6 separate regions of the Mus musculus genome follow, and regions 1, 2, 3, 4 and 6 are each linked to region 5. A link is a contact called in public Hi-C and promoter capture Hi-C data. All regions are on one chromosome and are shown on one strand. The core of a region is the stretch at or near the end of the contact, and the rest is flanking DNA. Distances in the headings are between cores, read along the strand shown. Region 1 has its middle 7.9 kb from the start of 4833413N01Rik. Region 2 overlaps Eif2d (eukaryotic translation initiation factor 2D). Region 3 holds the start of Nucks1 (nuclear casein kinase and cyclin-dependent kinase substrate 1). Region 4 holds the start of Mapkapk2 (MAP kinase-activated protein kinase 2). Region 5 holds the start of Avpr1b (arginine vasopressin receptor 1B). Region 6 holds the start of Mfsd4a (major facilitator superfamily domain containing 4A).

Evidence for each region. Promoter capture Hi-C pulls out the DNA fragments that hold promoters and counts their contacts. Hi-C and Micro-C count contacts between places; a contact is called where the count stands out from the background. Capture Hi-C pulls out chosen DNA fragments and counts their contacts.
Region 1: a promoter capture Hi-C map of pre-B cells shows a contact between it and region 5, with 3 times the contacts expected there. The contact joins the enhancer-like site here to the promoter of Avpr1b in region 5. A contact is called at or near these places in 4 of 39 promoter capture datasets (the 3T3-L1 cell line, liver and pre-B cells), 1 of 484 Hi-C or Micro-C datasets (liver) and 1 of 9 other capture datasets (embryonic stem cells).
Region 2: a contact with region 5 is called in a Hi-C map of bone marrow-derived macrophages, with 18 read pairs. The contact joins the enhancer-like site here to the promoter of Avpr1b in region 5. A contact is called at or near these places in 1 of 39 promoter capture datasets (the C10 cell line), 1 of 484 Hi-C or Micro-C datasets (bone marrow-derived macrophages) and 1 of 115 datasets of contacts at active chromatin or transcription factors (regulatory T cell precursor).
Region 3: a contact with region 5 is called in a promoter capture Hi-C map of adipose tissue. The contact joins the promoter of Nucks1 here to the promoter of Avpr1b in region 5. A contact is called at or near these places in 1 of 39 promoter capture datasets (the C10 cell line), 1 of 484 Hi-C or Micro-C datasets (large pre-B cells), 1 of 115 datasets of contacts at active chromatin or transcription factors (embryonic stem cells) and 3 of 9 other capture datasets (adipose tissue, liver and macrophages).
Region 4: a contact with region 5 is called in a promoter capture Hi-C map of stem cell-derived epiblast-like cells, with 4 times the contacts expected there. The contact joins the promoter of Mapkapk2 here to the promoter of Avpr1b in region 5. A contact is called at or near these places in 6 of 39 promoter capture datasets (cranial neural crest, embryonic stem cells, second pharyngeal arch cranial neural crest and 1 more), 7 of 115 datasets of contacts at active chromatin or transcription factors (bone marrow-derived macrophages, embryonic stem cells, large pre-B cells and 2 more) and 1 of 9 other capture datasets (embryonic stem cells).
Region 6: a promoter capture Hi-C map of pancreatic islet shows a contact between it and region 5. The contact joins the promoter of Mfsd4a here to the promoter of Avpr1b in region 5. A contact is called at or near these places in 3 of 39 promoter capture datasets (embryonic stem cells and liver), 1 of 484 Hi-C or Micro-C datasets (liver) and 1 of 9 other capture datasets (pancreatic islet).

Annotation. Positions count from the first base shown.
Region 1 is chr1:132,084,035-132,086,790 of GRCm38.p6, reverse strand. No RefSeq gene overlaps it. Among named protein-coding and RNA genes, the nearest start is that of 4833413N01Rik, 7.9 kb to the right of the region's middle. Within about 2 kb of position 1,355, at least 33 of the 459 cell types and tissues checked have an H3K27ac peak or open chromatin away from gene starts, as enhancers often do. A contact at or near this core is called in pre-B cells, where this site is marked.
Region 2 is chr1:131,172,446-131,175,405 of GRCm38.p6, reverse strand. It overlaps Eif2d (eukaryotic translation initiation factor 2D), which reads right to left. Exons shown (of 15, transcript NM_001136070.1): 15 at 1,935-2,102. The coding sequence ends at 2,035. Among named protein-coding and RNA genes, the nearest start is that of Eif2d, 21 kb to the right of the region's middle. Within about 2 kb of position 1,370, at least 14 of the 459 cell types and tissues checked have an H3K27ac peak or open chromatin away from gene starts, as enhancers often do. A contact at or near this core is called in bone marrow-derived macrophages, where this site is marked.
Region 3 is chr1:131,908,771-131,911,849 of GRCm38.p6, reverse strand. Nucks1 (nuclear casein kinase and cyclin-dependent kinase substrate 1) reads right to left here and starts at 1,392. Exons shown (of 7, transcript NM_175294.3): 1 at 1,100-1,392. The coding sequence starts at 1,116.
Region 4 is chr1:131,096,399-131,099,273 of GRCm38.p6, reverse strand. It overlaps Mapkapk2 (MAP kinase-activated protein kinase 2), which reads left to right and starts at 1,431. Exons shown (of 10, transcript NM_008551.2): 1 at 1,431-1,985. The coding sequence starts at 1,749.
Region 5 is chr1:131,597,601-131,600,526 of GRCm38.p6, reverse strand. Avpr1b (arginine vasopressin receptor 1B) reads right to left here and starts at 1,413. Exons shown (of 2, transcript NM_011924.2): 1 at 1-1,413. The coding sequence starts at 786.
Region 6 is chr1:132,066,525-132,069,477 of GRCm38.p6, reverse strand. Mfsd4a (major facilitator superfamily domain containing 4A) reads left to right here and starts at 1,416. Exons shown (of 10, transcript NM_001114662.1): 1 at 1,416-1,815. The coding sequence starts at 1,586.

The DNA.
Region 1 (2,756 bases), core at 106-2,605, 490 kb before region 5:
TGCCTCAATGATGTGAGATCCACAAGCAGGTCTCATGACAGGGTCAGAGGCTTAGGTCTATAACCCTAGCAGTGTCTTCTACCAGGGATTCTAGCCTGTGGGTTTCCACCCCTTTGGTGGGTTCTATATCAGATACCCTGCATATCAGATATTTACATTATGATTCATAACAGTAGCAAGATTACAGTTGTGAAGTAGCAATGAAATAATCTTATGGTTGGGGGTCACCACAACATGAGGAACTGTATTAAAGGGTTGCAGCCTTGGAAAGCTGAGAGGCACAGGACCTCAGCCCTTGCGAAGGAGCCTCACAAAGTCTCAAAAGTAACTCCCAAGGAGCCTCCACTGACCGTCACAGTAGAAAGGAAAAGGGTGACTTAGGGCCACTTACTCAGTCTTGAACACTCTCAGGGAAAATGCTGGTGTCATACACAGAAGAGGAGCCATAGTGTCTCTGAGAGAGCTCTAAAGGCCACGCCAGCTGTCAAAGGATCTATTCAGAAAGGAAGGAACAACTGACAAGTTCCCGCAGCTTTCTGCCACAGCTGTGACTTAACCTGCAGCCAGGAGAAGCCTTGATCCAGCATTCCCGGCTCCTCCAGAATGGCTCCCCACAGAACGTGCTATCACGTTGCCATGAGGCTGCTATGTTGAACATTCAATAACACAGATCTGTGAGCAGAGATTTGGCTTCTTATGGAGGTCTACCCATAGGATATAAATGTCAATGTAAGTGTTCTAGACCCCAAACATTGTTATTTTTAAACTGAAGACCATCTGGCATCTTCTCAAACCTTATACATTGTTTTTCCTTAAAGCCAGTCAGCATTGTGAAGATCTCTAGGTGTCCCAAGTCAAGGCCAGATGCCAGGTCCTGGGCGCCATAATAATAAGGCTCCAGCACAATGCCTATACAGTTCAATAGCCAGACAGTCACACAAAGAAAGACAGCGTCATCCAGTTTCCTGTCAAACTGGATATGTGCCTATCCTCCGCAGTATAGTTTATAATACCTCTCCTTATTCTAGGATTAAATGTCTGGCCTCTTTTAAAGTTGTTGTTTTTATATAAATACCAGTGAAGCAATAAAACAAGGAGCCCACAGGCTCTTACAAATACAAGCTAACTCCAAGATAAGAGCAAACTGCCCCACCCGAGGGCACTAGAGCCCCAGAGACAATCAACTTCCTCTATCCCTGGGCTAACTTCACTAACTGTACGGTGGCATTAAAAGCCATAACTGAGGTCCCTGAAGGAAATGAGAATTAAACAAGGCACTGAGTCACTGGCTGGCCTACAGCTCATTAAATCCCTTGGCCCATGTCTAATTTCATTGACAAAACAGAGAAGGTCTGTCTGCTCCTTTTAACTTCCACCTGTTACGACTGGCTGAACACCTCAGGCAGGCAAAGGTTAAAACTGAGGAGAAACACAATGTGCACATAACCACAATGAATCCCACGGAAGCTCTGTGCCAAACAGTGCCCAATTGCTCCTTGTGTCTGCTACTCTGAGAACCATTAGTTCCTGTTCACTAAATAATTTTGCTTCCTGTAAGTTTGGTTGATTTGTGTGTGCATGGTGTATGTGTTTGCATGTGTTAGTGTGTGTGTGTGTGTGTGTGTGTGTGTGTGTGTGTGTGTGTGTGTGTGTGTGTGTGTAGAGGTAGATAGAGGACAGAGGTGCTTTCCTTTTGCCTTTTAAGACAAGGCTAGGGAAACTGAGGCAAGAACTGAAGTAGAGACCATGAAGGAGTGCTGTTTACTGGCTTGCTTCCTTTGGCTTGCTCAGCTTGCCTAGACAGTACAGCCCCACCTGTCTAGGTATGGCACACCCACAGTGCGCTGGGTCCTCATACAGCCATTCATTAGTAATGAAGAAAGTGTCCTCCAGACATGCCCTCAGGCCAATCTGATGGAAGCAATTTCTCACTTTCCAGATGTGTAGGGTTGACAACCAACATTAACCATCACGGGGACCTCTGAGCCCTTAATTCATATTCTCTGATAGGAAGATATGTCCCTCACCTCTCCTGGCCACAATATATGAAACTTCTTCTCTTATCTCAAGGACTAAAGCCTTCCAGAAACAGTATGACGTCATTAGGCATTGGACACTGGGCTGTGTCTTACACAAGAAAACCTTAAAATATAAAGACAGAAATGTCTTAAGATGTCATTCTCATTATTACTAGAAAATGCACAGGACTCCAGACCATCCCAGCAACCCGACACTGGGTCCTGTCTCTTCTGCTGATATGGAGCAGATAGAGGCCTCTCTGACAGACCTGTACTCAAGCCTCTCACACACTCAGAAAAGAAAGAAAAGTGTGATAGGGTCACACTCTGTAGCCTAGGCTAGCCTAGAACTCACTAGGCCTAAAACTTGCAGTGATCCTCCTGCCTCAGCCTGCTGAGCATTGAACCCCCATGTCAAGCCTCCATTTTCATTCCTACTATTACCAGGTTAGAAGGTTCCCTGCCTCCCTGTATCACCAGGGACTTTCAAAACTCCAACACTGGGTCTCACCAAGAGATTGTAGCTAAGTTCTGAGACTCCCAGGCCATAGACAAATGGAGCTCACTCATTAAATCCTCAATAGTGAATGTGGGGCCCATCCTTACTCTGATATGGACAAGGCAGCTGGTCATCACATGGAAGGGCAGTGAGGGAATGGAGGGAACATAGGCAGGCACCAAGGCAGCACTGTGCTGAGGTAGGGGGTCTCAGCTCTTCTGTATCCAAAAATTGGAATT
Region 2 (2,960 bases), core at 121-2,620, 430 kb after region 5:
TACCCCAGTCCCACATCCACTGAACCAGCCCAGCTTGGTCATTCCTGACATACAGCCTCCACCCACCCACCAGGCTTTGGCCCACCTGCCCAGACTTAGTGCCTATCATCTTGGCTCCATCTTCTTACACAAAAACTAATACCAAGTAGAAAATGTGAAACCTGAAACTGCTGGAAGAAACATAGGCTGGCTCCTGCAGATACAGGTACAGAGAAAGGACTTCCTGCATAAGAAACTAAGGCAACCAGCTAAGGAAATCAAGTGAAGAGGAAGCCGACAGAATCTTTGCCCAATCCCCTGGCAAGCTACACATTGAATAGAGAAGTAAAATCCAGAATAAAAAAATCAAAAACCAGAAAGTTAAAAAAAAAAACCCATTTTTAAAAACTGGGCTAAGGTGCCGGGTGTGGTGGCGCACGCCTTTAATCACAGCACTCAGGAGGCAGAGGCAGGTGGATTTCTGAGTTCGAGGCCAGCCTGGTCTACAAACAGAGTGAGTTCCAGGACAGCCAGGGCTACACAGAGAAACCCTGTCTCAGAAAAAAAGAAAAAAAAGGGGGGGGGGTAAGGAACTAACGAGGTTTCTCAAAAAAGAAAACAAAAATGGCTAATAAATACAAAGAGAACTCCTTCCAGTCTGACTCTGCTTCACCCTCTTACACATCTCCAGGCCACTCACAGCGGGGAGAGGAAGGTGATTCAGTGCTGATGTAGAAACTGCCCAGCACGAGCCTGGACAGACACAGGCACAGCAGAGGGCCACTGAACCACAGTGAAGAGCAAGCCCTTCACAGATTTTGCATCTCAAGCAGGGAGCAGAACTTACACAGCACGGCCCCTCCAAGAGCACGCAAAACAGGAGAGGGCAGTGAGACGGGAGAGGGCAGCACAGTGCTTGACAAGGGACACCTGTCATTCCTGCTCCCTCGCTGCTCCTCAGGCGCAGATGCCCTGTGCAAAGGCCTGGCTGTAGCAGGGTCCTGCTAGAGTGAGCTCCTGCAGGGCACTTACACGTTCCACATGTGCATGTCCACGTAGACAGAATTCGTGAGATTAAGGCGTTCACTTCTCAGTGAAAAGGACTGTTCTTGATTTCAGAGCAAGAACACTTCTTTCTTTTCCTTCCTTCTTCTCTTGCTTCCTTCCTTTCTTTCCAGGTCTAAAATGGGTTATTTGGTAGACAGTAGATGAACAAGCCTCTTTTATCTCAGTGTTTAAAAAGATAGGTATATATAATTGCACAGCTCTTACTACTGTCTCCACCAAGAGCCCTAGACAGAGAAATGACCTGCACAGACCAAAGCAGAATGAGGGATGGCTTTAAACACTGCTGGCGTCCGCTGACTCGTTTGTGATCAGAAGAACACATGGTCCTTCCTTGTGCAGTTATTTTAGGAAGTTCCTGAGTCCTCTGCAGACTGACTGAAGAGCCTGTCCAGGAACCCAAGCTTAAGACGCTGGGGCTAAGGGAGACATTTTTCATCTAAGCCTTCAACGACAGCAAAGCTACCAACCATCTTGGCATCACACCACAAACTAGCCATTGGTGGCAGCGTGCTGTATACAACTGGGGAAGAACAAAGGTCACATAGAAACCCATGTTCTGTGTTTTTGTTGCTCTTATGTCTACTGGCTTAAAATCTGCTGCAGCTTAGAGTTAATTCATTTTGTTGCTGTGAGTGACAGCAGAGAAATAGCCAGGCTGTTTTCCAGGGGACAAACCCTACACAGGCAGGAAGGAACAACAGGGCAGGGCCTAGGAGGTTAATTGGGTTGTAGGAGCAGTAAGCAGGAGCACTCTGCCTGCCGCACTCTGGATGGGCTGCCCTGCTCCTATCATACTGCACCAACTAAATCACAGAAACCACAGGACATTTTCACTAAGGAAAACAGAAGAGCGATTCCGATTTAGATTAGAAATAAAAGCTTTCAGTAAAGAATTACAGTTTTTATTTGCAAAAGCCAAAACTGCTCGTATCAGTTACCAGCTCAGAACCTGGGTTCCCATGGGGTCCACTGCATAAAATGAGTCTGTCACTTCTTGCCAGGTTTGGGGGCCTTTTCTAGGCCTTGGATGTATTTTCCAGGGAGCCGATACTCTTCTACAATCCAAAAAGAAAATCTTCAGCGGAGCCTGGTCTCAAGTCCCTACTGCCCGTCCGTCCCTGCTTCCCATGTCCTTTGGGCCCTGTAACCTCCTGCCCCTCCCTATCCTGCTGTCCCTGTTGTTCTAATACATGACACGCCCTCCACATCCTGTTCAAGCTCATCTCTGGCGACAGACACCTTCTCAGTTGGATCATTTACCACAGAGGTTGAGGTATATTTTGGTCATTTATACCTGCTGGCTACATCTAGATCCGTGGTTCTCAACCCTCCTACTGCTGTGACCCTTTAATATAGTTCCTCAACTTGTAGTGATTCCCAATCATAAAATTATTTTCATTGCTACTTCATAATTGTATTTGCTGCTGTTATGAATCATAATGTAAATGTCTGTTTTCCCTGGTAGTCTTGGGCAATTCCAACGAATGGGCCGTTCTAGCCCCACAGGGATCACAGTCACAGGCTAAGAGCCATTGATCTACATGTACTGAGTGAAAAGGCCTGTCTGTTCAGGTGCATTTTCTTCTACTTTCTTCTGTCTCTTCTTAGTCCCGAGCCACCACATGGGCTCTTCACATACAGGAGTTCAATGATGGACGTGAATTGCTGTGGACTGTCATAGGCATGAGATAACTCTACTTATTATGCATGTGCTATGTGCCAGTTGAGACACAATGTCTATCTCAAGTTCTATTTTGCAGAGGGTTCAGACATTACAGAAAAAAATTAGTGTCTGATTAGACACTAATCAGAAACATCAACACAATTGAGAAGCACCAATGCTGGTAAGTGTTGCCACTGTCAAAGGGAAATGGGCATTACCCCTGAGCTGAGCCAGTGAGCCTGTGAGGACA
Region 3 (3,079 bases), core at 143-2,642, 310 kb before region 5:
CAATAGATTATCTTGTCAAGGAGACATAGTGGGGCACAAAACCGTTGCCAGATCCAAACCTCTCCTTGGTATTGGGATACTTTCGATACCAAAACTTGAAATGAATTCATAACTGTAAAAATAGTTAAGAACTAAAGGCAATGGGGCCAGGTAAAGCTCCTTTACAAGTAACATCTATTGACTTTGGTCTCGGTCTCTGTCCCTCTGTCTCTCAGGCCTTAATAGATTGGACTAAACCACACCCTCCACCCAAGCCACATTCTATACAACAGCTCTGGAGGGCATTAAAGGGGAGCCCACCGAGTGAGGGGAAACCGAAAACTTCTTGAAGCCATGTGAATAAAAGTCTGATCGCTAGTGGATCGTAGTCCATTTACGATTAACGTCACACGGGGAAAGAGAGGGTTACAGAAGTAGCAAGAGACGCGTACTGCGGGGTGAGGGGGAACGAGAACCACACGGGATTTGGGTTAACAAGCACGTCCCTGGAGGAAGGGCATTTGTCTGCAAGCGGTGGAAAGAGAAAACTTGGGGTTAATGCGTTCAGAACTCCCAAGTGGGGAGAGGCTGTGGCCCTTATTTTACGGGGCTCAGTGTCAAAACTCACTTTTGCCCCAAGGGGAAAGGAAAACGTGGGTTCCGCCCAGGCCGGGCTAGGAGGCGGGGCCTGCCGCGACCCCGAGAATGGAGGCGGGGCCGGGCGGCGGGGCACAAGCAACTCGCTCGCCAAAACGCTAAGCCGGCGAGCCTCTGGAGGACCGAGTCCTCCGTGTTCGCACCCGGGTCGGCCGTAGGCTCCAACAGGGCCCAGGGGTGCGGCCTATGGTGTGCCTGGTGCGCGCCAAGCCCACGCCAGGGCCATGGCGGAGGTGGGGGCGGCCGCGGAGCCGACCCGGACCCTGCGGGGTGGAGGCGACGCGCCCGTGCGCGCCGCCGCCATCCTGCGCGCCGCCGAGCACCCACGCGCAAGGGCGCGCGCGGCCCCCGACAGAAGGCCGCGCGTGGTAGTCAGGAGCACGACTCCAGGCCCGTTGCCCAGGTCCTTCGCCACTCACCCCAGCCCGTTCGGCCCGCCCCGGGCCTTGGACTCCGCACTGACCTGACAGGCCGAGACATGTTCGCTGTCGAGGCGCGACCAAGTCGAGGAGCCGAGGACCAGGACCCCCCTCCCCGCGCACTCGGCGCCCCACCCCCCCGCTCCGGCCGGCGGGGCCGCTGCTGCCGAGCCCCGGGCTGCTGGCTTCTCAAGAGTCGGCGGCTGCTGGTTTGAGGTCCCTGGATCTGACGAGCCCCCCGCTCCCCCGTCTCTTCAAAATGGATGAATCAAACCAGCCGAAAATGCGCCAAAGCCGCGGTGCAACCAAACCCCGTAGGGTTTGTGCGCTCCGCCCCAGCACGCCCGCTCATTGGTGACTCCTGTCAGATGCGCCCTAGTCATTAGTCCATTTGAATCATCACGCCTCCCAGCCCCGCCCCACTCCCGGATAGGCCCCGCCTCCTCCATGGGGTCCTGTTAGTCAAGATGCGCTGAGAGCGCACGGCCGCAAAACAAAAATGGTCGCCGATTGCCCGCCCCCTGTCTTCCACGCCAGAGCTGCAGATTCGGCTTGGGTTATATCTTGGACCCCCTGCCAAATAACCTGATTTATATAGAGTTCTCTGTGGACTAGGTGGTTCTGTAATGGATTTAATTTCTCCTGACTTGATTATTTTGCAAATCAGCTAATTGCAAGACTCATGGGATAGGCAGCAGATTCGTCACTTAAGAATTGGAGGGAAATTACTTAGGTTCAAAAATTTGACCTTAATCTTAGAAATCCTGTACTCTGACTTCAGCGTTAACCTCCCAGGGCTCAGTCACGCTGCTGAAGTAGAGAGTTGGGTTCACAAGGAATATCTTCTACCCAATCTGATCTTTGAGAGCTACTTAACACTCATTAAAACCTCAATTTCTGATATTAGCATTTCAAAGAGAAAGAGGTGATTAATGGTTAAGAGGGAGACTGGTGACAAAACGCTTGCTTCAAAATTCTAAGTCCACCACTTAGTACTTAACTAGGTTTCCTCTGTGCACCTCAGTTTTATGATGAGTAGAGTAGGATACAAGGCTACCTTATTACTAGAACTAAACAAGGTGCTATGTTGAAAGGCCTTTAGTCTGGGCTTAAGTGTTAGGTTCCGTTTTTAATAGAAGATAAAATTAGTTCGGGGGGGGGGGGCAGGGAGGCTGGAGAGATGGCTCAGTGGTTAAGAGCACTGACTGCTCTTCCAGAGGTCCCGGAGTTCAAATCCCAGCAACCACCTGGTGGCTTACAACCATTTGTAATGAGATCTGATGCCCTCTTCTGGTGTGTCTGAAGACAGCTACAGTGTACTCATATATAATAAATAAATAAATCTTAAAAAAAAAAAAGTAGTTCGAGTTGCCTCAAGACTGAATGCCTAAATCAGAAGTAGAGCACAGTATCTTTGTATTAATATCTAGGATTTACTTCCTGTTATAGTTTGGATTCCATGTTCCCTAGGGACCCATATGCCAAAGATTTAAGAGGCAGGACCTGGTAGAAGTTAGGACATTAGGAGTGAGCACTTTAACATGATGTGGGAACCTTGACTTGACCACCCTCTGTCTTTCTTGCTTGCAGCCTGTAAACACAATGTCATCTGTTTCACTTTGCTGAAATGCTTTTCACCATGATGCTCTTGCTCTCTACAGACACAAAGCCCTAGGACCAAGCAGCCCTCAATGGAAACATATGAAACTGTAGAAAAATAAATGTATTCTTGTAAGTTGATATTTCAAGTCATACGGATAGAAAACTAACACACTTTATGATGTTGTAAATCGATTTCAATACTTGCCAGAGCCAGTGTTTCACTTGAAGAGTGGGGATGTTGCTCAGCTGAGAGTAACTGCTCAGCACACAGTAAGCACTGAGTTCAATCTTCATCACCTCCTGAAACTGGACAAGAGGATACACACCTATAATGCCATCAGTCAAGGAGATAGATGTTCAAGGTCATGCCTGGCTACATAGGGAGTTTGAGGACAGTTTGGACTGCGAAAGCCCCTGAGTCA
Region 4 (2,875 bases), core at 182-2,681, 500 kb after region 5:
TGTGGAAGGAATCTACCCAGCTGCAGACTGAGGAGAGCCAATGTGCCTTCTATTCCCAGGTCTGTATCTGCCACACTGCTAACCCAACTACTGCATCTATCCCCCTCCCCCCCCCCCCCCCCCCAGTTAGAATTATCACCACAGGGATGAGCGAGAAGTATTGAGCACTGAAAAAGCGCTTGTCTCCTTGATCCATAGTGAGTTGGATCTCAAGAGGGGGCCTACAGTCCTCCACCTGTTCATCTCTGTCTTCCTTGGAACAAGTATCTTCCGGAAATCTAAACAGGGAACAGCAAATGAGTCTTGCCATCCTGGGCTATGTCTCCAACGCCCTTTTCTCAGGGCACTGTCTCGTCTCCAGAGTTTTGTTGGGACATATTAAAGACTTTGTGTGACCATGGGTCAGGTCTCATCTTTAATTTGTCTGTATTAGTAAGTAAACCAGAGCTTTGTATCTATCTTGTTCCTTTGTCTCATTTCTTAACTGCTGTAACAGTCAAACCCTTGTGGATCTCAGCAGTGCTACAGGCCAGTTAGGCCCAGAGATTTGTACTAGAACTAGGTTGCTTCAGGACTACTTATTGGCTATGGCCGCAGGGACCATTTCCCCAACTCTAGAACCATTTCCCAGCCCTTCCCCTTGCTCTATAATCGCAATGAATTAAGAACACAAATGTATAAGTGTACCTCCCAGAGAGACATGAAGTTTGTGGGTATTTTAAGACAGAGTCTGTCTTTGTTGTTCAGGCTGGCCCTGTGACTTGTTATCCTCCTGCTTCAGTCTCCTGCATATAGCCGGGATAACAGGTGGCTAGAGTGCCCCATTCCATCTTGGGTCATTTTGGGTTTATATAAAAATATGTTCGAATTCATAATAATTAAATTGTTCGTGGTATCACAGTAGTACATTCTTCTCAGTGAAAACCAGTAAGTCCATGAGAGAAAAAAAAAGTAAAACTCACAAGTATGTTAAGGAAATTGTTACTATTGCCTGACACCTGATCCTAGGATGAATAGTCTCTCTTATTCCCCCAGTCCTGGCCCCCGGATTCTCGCTCTGCTCGGGTACCCCTCACCCCCCACCCACAGAGTCCACGTAGAAAGATTCTTATCAATTATCCGTTTCTTTCAAAATACATCTCCTCCAATTCTCCGATGACCTGTCTTCTAGATCCAAGCAGCTGGAGGAGTGAGGGTTTTGTTTGAACTATCCAGCAGCTTTTCTTTTGCCCTCCTCCCTTTCCCCTCTGCCCGGCCCGGGTTAAGAACTAGGATGTCTCGATGCCCTCCACAAGCCCGCTTGCTCGCAGTCCCTAAGCTCTCCCGCCACTGGACTTCCTCCCCTTTAAGGCCCACCCCTCCCCCATGTCCACGCCTCCCAGTCAAGCCCCACCCTCGATCCTCCCCTTTAAGGACTAGCCCAGGACGCCGAGCAGCCTGTGACGCGGCCGCCGCCCCCGGGCTGGTACTTCTCGGCGCGGCGATTCCTCCGGCCGGGCCCTGCCGTCCCGCGTTCCCCGGAGCGCACGTCTCCGGGGGGAGGGAGCAGGGCTGGTGGGCGCCCGCGGCGCACAGCGGGACCCACGGGGCCCCGCGACCAGCCGAGCCTGGAGCCGGGCCGGGGCGGGGCAGCCGGCTCCAGCCCGGAGCAAACTTCGCCGCCGGGCGGGGCGTGGCGGGGACCCGGGCCCGAGCCGGAGGAGGGGGCGGCCGCGGCCCCTGCCTCTGCGCGCGAGTCGCCGGGCACCATGCTGTCGGGCTCTCCGGGCCAGACTCCGCCGGCGCCTTTCCCCAGCCCTCCACCGCCAGCCCCGGCCCAGCCGCCGCCGCCGTTCCCCCAGTTCCACGTCAAGTCGGGCCTGCAGATCCGAAAGAACGCCATCACCGACGACTACAAGGTCACCAGCCAAGTGCTTGGCCTGGGCATCAACGGGAAGGTGCTGCGGATCTTCGACAAGAGAACCCAGCAAAAATTCGCCCTAAAGGTAAGTCTGGGCCGCCCGGGATCGCGCTGAGATCCGGTGCAGCTTCCGGTCACCCCGCGAGTGGCCGGCACCCGAGAGGACTCACGGGGACTGCCATGTTGGGGTGTGAGTGGGATCCAGCCTGGTGGCCACTCTTGGGACCCGGACGGCCTCTGCTCGCTTTACCCGGCGCCGAGGACACGGTGGCCTCGTCCTCCCTCCCTCCTTCCTTTCTGCGGGCACAAAAGGCCCTTTACTCATTGAGCTGGTTGGTCGGTCGGTTTGGAGAAGTTCGCTCTCTGAGGTTTCCTTAACCCTACTCCTTATTTGGGAGCCGGAATGTGACTTCGCTCTCCTCGGCCTCGCGAGGTCGGCGCGCAGCGGTGGGGCGCGTCGGCGCGGAGCGGCGCGGCACTGGAGACTGGGGACCCCGCCTCCGTGCCCCGCGATCGTCTGGAACCGCCAGCGCCTGGCCTGCGCTGCCCCTTAGGCTTGCGCCGGGCTGTTTCCATTGCTCCCTCCACCGTAGGAAACCTTGTCTGTAAGCCAGGCTTGGCCTAGTGCTGGTACACTGGTCCCTGGTAGCCGGAGACTCAAAGGCAGGAAATACTATTCCTGCATTTGGGAAACCCACTCTTAATCTCTGTGGGTCTACCCGTCTCTGCTTCTGTCGGTGGTAGTGGAGAATGGGGATTTCAAAAGGTCCAAGTGAAGCAGGGAAGGCTGTCATTCAGGGTCACTGCAAAGTTTTCTTCTCTCAAGGGTTTCAGGTTACACCATATCTCTAAAGGTCACTTGTCAGGTTTCTTTCTCCTGGGGTGTCTCAATGATTGGAGGAGCAAAGTACTTCCTGTGTTATATTTTGCTCTTCCCCTTCAGCCCACACAACTTGCTTTGTTTCAGCTATTCTA
Region 5 (2,926 bases), core at 164-2,663:
CCGGGACGGCAGCCCCCTAGTGGCTGCAGCAGCGGCAGAAGATGAGGACTTGGGCCAGCCCCTTCTTTCCTCCCTGCCAGCCTGTGTCTTGACTTTCAGGTTCTTGTAGATCTCGTGGCAGATGAGGCCATAGCAAGCTGTGAGCACCACCACGGGCAGCACAAAGATGGCCATGGTGGTCCAGGTGATGTAGGCCCGCGGGCCCCAGGAAAAGTAGAAATCTGCCCAGCAGTCCAGCACCCCTGAGCCCTGGATCACCTCTCGCAACGAAAAAATGAACACTTGAGGGAGGCTGAGGATGGCAGCCAGCAGCCAGGGAGCAGCAATAAGAGGGTAGGTGGACTGGCTGGGCTGCTGGAGGCTTCGAAGAGGGTGACAGACAGCCAGGTACCGGTCCAGCGTCATGGCCAGCAGCATGTAAGTGGAAGCAAACATGCTGAGCACCTGTAGATATTTGACAGCCCGGCAGAGGAGGTCAGAGCCCTGGAAGCGATAGGTGATGTCCCAGAGCAGCTGAGGCAGTACCTGGAAAAGCGCCACGCCCAGGTCGGTCAGGGCCAAGTGCAGCACGAACAGATGCATGCGGGAGCGCTTATGGCCCTGGAGGCCCAGAATCAGTAGTACAGCCAGGTTGCCTCCTGTGGCCAGAACCAGGACAGTAGCTAGGATACCAATTTCCACCTTGGCTAGCTCTTCATCCCTACCCAGCCAGGGTGTGGTGGTATTGGGGACAAACAGGGTGCCCCCAGGGGAGGGGGTAGCAGTCCAAGAAGGCTCAGAATCCATGGTTAGGTTTAGAGGGAGAGAAGGAGGGGAAGGTGGATGGAGGGACGGTGTGGGTGCAAGTAAGAAGTTGGATAGTGAGAGAGAAAGGTTAGAGGTGGAGGGAAAGAAGGGAGGTGAGGGGTGACGGTGGAGTGAAGGCTTGGAAACAGGTGAGATAGTTCAGCAGACAGGGACAGAGAGAACGAAAGGAGTAAGGAGCAGAACCGGGACCCCATAGAGGCTGGGGAATCAAAGAAAGAAAAGGCGGGCTGGGAGGTGGGTGTTAATATGGGAAGGTTGGAGGAGGTTGGAAGTGGGGGCTTCTGAGAGGTGACACCGAGGAAGCAAAGGGAGCAGCTGCCATCTCCCAAATCCACCCCAAATTTACTTTGTCCAAACTTTCTTTTGGAATCGGAGAGAGTAGCCGTTTCTAAGTTGTCTTGAAGGTGAGGTCCAGGACCATGGGCGGTGCCTGCAGGTATTGGAAACCCCTGCCAAGCCACGGCGTGCTCCCACCGCGCTCTCACCGGAGGGTGAACACAGGCATGAGCAGACTGAACACAGGCATGAGCAGACGCAGCAGCTCAGAGCGTTTTATGCTCTTGGATTCCTAGTCCAGAGGCTGCCGCTTGTCGGTTGGCTCCTGCAGAGGAGGGTGGAGTGAGACTCAGTGGCTCTCTTCAGACAGGGGGTACTGAGGGGAGGGGCTGAGGAGCTGGGTGGGACTGTAGAGGAGGAGGATCAGGGAAATGTAGGAGAAGCGAGAAGCTAGCTCTTTCTGGCAGCCAGGATCCACTGAGCACCAAACTCACCTACACTGCCATCCTGATCCCTCAACTCTCGTTAGACAGGTGAGTTTGCGTGTGTGTGTGTGTGTGTGTGTGTGTGAGAGAGAGAGAGAGAGAGAGAGAGAGAGAGAGAGAGAGAGCTTCCCAAACACAACAGTGCTGCTGCGGGGAGCCCTAGGCATGTGTGAAAGATCTCAAATGGCTGAGAAGCATGCCCTGAAGAAACCCACTCTGGAAAACCAGATGTGACAGCCATTTTTCTTAGGATAGGTACTTGGAGCTGTGGAGGCAGAAGAAAAGTGAGGACATTTGTGACTGGGTGACCTGGGGGTGTGTGTCAGGAGATGATAGAAGGAGCTAGACCCGGGAGTCTGGCGTGATTAGAGAAATTCCAAATAGAGTTTGCATCTCCAGGCTAAATCTGAACTTCTAGCCTCTCTGGGGATACATTTCATGAGCTAGGGGTGTCGTTGACCACTCTGTAGAAATTATGTCACTCAGAAGGTTGCAGAGCTAGTCACCAGCAGCACAGAACCAGAACAGACCAGTGTGCAGTTGTTCTGTGCCACAACAGAAGCTAAGTTAAACTAAGATAATTACATTATTTTCACCAAAGCTGATGTGATTGGAGCTGTCTGAAAGGCAGCAGCTGATTGCAAACAAGTAAATACCACCTGGCCCTGAGAAAGTCTACACGGCAGGCACCACAAGGTATTGGTTGGGCAATTCACTTTATCTTGCGGAATTTCACACTGTTAGGACTCCCTAGGTAGGTTAGAATTCACGAGGAGCTGCAACAGTATGATCAAAGCCTTTCATGGAAGGCAGGATCCCTTTAACTTGCTCTTTAAATCAAAGCTGATTCGAACCCCTTGACCAAACCACGCACCCACATAACCACTTAGTATCTTTTCTAGACTGTTCTTCTTGCCGTGCATGTCACAAATTCTTCATCTTTTGTGCTTTGCAGCCCTGGCTTCTACTTCTTCCAGAATTTCGCTGTTTGTGAGCCAATTATTTTCATCCTCTGTGCTGGATCATTCCCACCTCTATGCAAACTCACTCTAGAAGTGTCCATTAAGGAAAAATATTAGATTTAGTTTATAATTTTCTTTTTAAAAAAAAAAACAACATTATTTCTCTTATGTGTATGAGTACTCTGCCTTCATGCACACCAGAAGAGGGCATCAGATCCTATTACAGAGGGTTGTGAGTCTCCATGTAGTTGCTGGGAATTGAACTCAGGACCTCTGGAGGAGCAGTCAGTGCCCTTAACCAGTCAGTGCCCTTAACCACTGAGCCATCTCTCCAGCCCCGTAGTTTTTCTTATTTCAATCCTTTGTGCCTTATGCTCTCTATTTACAGAAGACAGC
Region 6 (2,953 bases), core at 167-2,666, 470 kb before region 5:
TCGATTCCCAGCACCCACATGGTGGCTCACGAATATTTGTAATTCCAGTTTCAGGCAATCTAACCCCATCTTCTGACCTCCATAGGCTCCAGGCATGCCCATGGTGCACAGACATAAATACGGACAGGTGAAGCATACATAAAATAGACAAATCTAAAAACGATGTTTTAAGAAATGAAAAGTAAACGGCAAGCAAGTCTCCATCAACAGAAGAAAGCTATCAAGCTACCTACCACAGGGATAATTGGGAGGAGATAAGGGTCTGAGCCCCAGGTCACCCTTCCCATCTCTGAGCTGCTGTTCCTCTAGAACTTCACAGCAGTGGCTAATGATTATATTTTTTTCAGGTGATAACTTTGTACCTTATTTCATGTACTATAAATCCCACCTTTACTGCCATTAAATTAGTCTATGCCATCACCCATGGAGTAAATGAGCCAGAGGGACTCTTAAACTGGAGCCTTCCTCTGATGCACAGTCCAGGACAGGTATGGGGTAGCACTCTGAGGTAGTGTCCCTGCTCAGGAAATTGATTATCTCCACTTCACGCCAAGGTATCATGGGGTCACCCAGCCAAACACTTCTGTGGGCACGATGTCACAACCTCCAGCACTATTAAGACACTTGGCAAAGGAGACACTGAAGGTCCTTAACTGCTGTGCTCCTAGGTTCTGGTGTGGGCACCGGATCCTAACTCCCTCAGGAGCAGGACCATACACCACTGTCCAGGGCTGTGGGGGTGTCGGGTCGGTATCAGGGTCTTGGAGTGTAAACAACCCCTCCACCCTGTCAAGGCATTTTCAAGTGGGAAGAGAACTCTGCCTGGAGGATCATCTCAGAATTCCTCTGCGAGTCCTGGGGTTCCTGCCCTCCCTCACTGCATTGGGAAGGAGAAATAGAACCCTAAACAGAGCTTGGCCTTACTGCCTTCCTCACCTGTGATGGAACAGGTGCAGGGTGATACCCCCGCACCCCAAAGCATAGAATGGAGAAGACCTAAATTTCTAGGACTGGGGATACTTGCCTAGCATGTTATAGGCCTTGGGGTCAATCCCAGCACCTAAAAGCAGTAAAACGAATGTCCAAGTTTCTGGGAGTGTTTGGTGTTTTTGCTTTTGTTTTTCCAAATGACAGTGTACCGGACCCCTTGAGGTTCCAAATGAAAGCCACAAGAAAGTCATGTACAGATAGGACTGCTTTTAGAGAGTAGGGCATGGGAGGTAGAGAGCCGCGCTGGCAGACCCTCGAAGTCCAACGGCAGCACCCCAAGACCAAGTGATGTGGATTCAGATCGCCAGGCTGAAAGGCTGCGCGGTGTAGGGCGCGAGGAGCCTTTAGCACTAGCTGGCGGGTCGCGCTCCCGGGTGAATTAACCAACGTGGGGCCCCCAGGAACGTGAAGCGAGGCGGGGCGGTCCCGGCGGCGGGACACGTGCGTCCGCGACGCCCCGGACCTCCAGGCGTCCCCGCGCTGGCCGAGGGCGGGGCAGCCGCGCGGCGCTCCCCTCCTCTCCTCTCCTCCCCGCCCGGCCTCCGGTTGGCCGCGGCACTCGGCCCTGGGCTCGCTGCGAGCTGCCGGCCGAGCCATGGGCTGCGACGGCCGGGTGTCTGAGCTGCTCCGCCGCAACCTACAGCCCACGCTCACCTACTGGAGCGTCTTCTTCAGCTTCGGCCTGTGCATCGCCTTCCTGGGGCCCACGCTTCTGGACCTGCGCTGCCAGACGCACAGCTCGTTGCCCCAGATCTCCTGGGTCTTCTTCTCGCAGCAGCTCTGCCTCCTGCTGGGCAGCGCCCTCGGGGGTGTCTTCAAGAGGACGTGAGTGTCGCGCCCCGCACGCCCCTCCACATCCCCGCAGCTGTGACCACCTGCCCAGCTGGGCTGGATCTTAGCCCAGGGGCTGCCTCCCTCCCCCACTACAAGCTCTCCCGGAAAACTCTCTCGGGACTGAAGGTGACATCTGGGCTATGTATTTGTCTCACTCGTCCCGAGAGAGCTCAGAACCCTTTCGCCCTCGCTCACCGAGCCCACCAGCCAAAGAGTGATGGAATGTACAGAGATGCGTAAGACCCTTATTGCTCTGTTCCTCTGAGATTTTGTAGCCTCGGCGCCGGAGGTGGAATTGGCACTGAGGGGAAGACAGTTGGCGGTGCCAGCTCAGGGGACAGTTCTCAGTGACAGGGCTGGCCTGTGGTTTGACTAGGAACCCACTGGTGATTCCACTCATAATAGGTCCACATCAATTGATACAGCTGATCCCTTTACCAAGATGGTGAGGCTCCTGGGATCTCCTAAGGGAGACAGGACTCGGCTGCAGCATTTGCCTGCGGAGGCTGAGCCCTTGGGCCAGGTAGAGAAGTGTAGAGCCTCTCATCCATCCTCTATCTCTAGTACCCAGAATACCCCTAATGTATCCCTCCACCTTGTTACTTCTCCCTGGCTTCTGTCAGGACAGAGCTCTGGTCTATCCCTGGCACTCAGAATATTACCCTTTTGGGTGCCGTGCAGAGCCCCATTTTTCTGGTGTAGGAACCCCTCTGAAGATATTTCTAGAAAGTCAGCAGCCTTCAGTCTCTGTACAGCCAGGAATAGACCTAGAACTGAGACCTAGAGCTGAGGAATGAATGGTTTGCACACCAGAGGCTGCTGTGTGGTCTTCCTTGTTCTACTTCCTAAAGGAGCAATTATCTGGACTGCAAAACCACAATTGGGAGGTCTGTTACAAAACTAGATAGATAGATAGATAGATAGATAGATAGATAGATAGATAGATAGAATAAAAGATCTTGTGCAGAGGCCATTCTAGGCCAAAGGGTGTGCAGCTGTGGGACGATGCAACACAGGTGTCAGTATAAAATGGACCCCAGTCTAAGCAATCCAGAGCCTGCTGCACCTCAGCAATTGGAGAGTGACTATTTTCATTTCCCCTACATCCTTTTGCAAATGCAAGAATTCT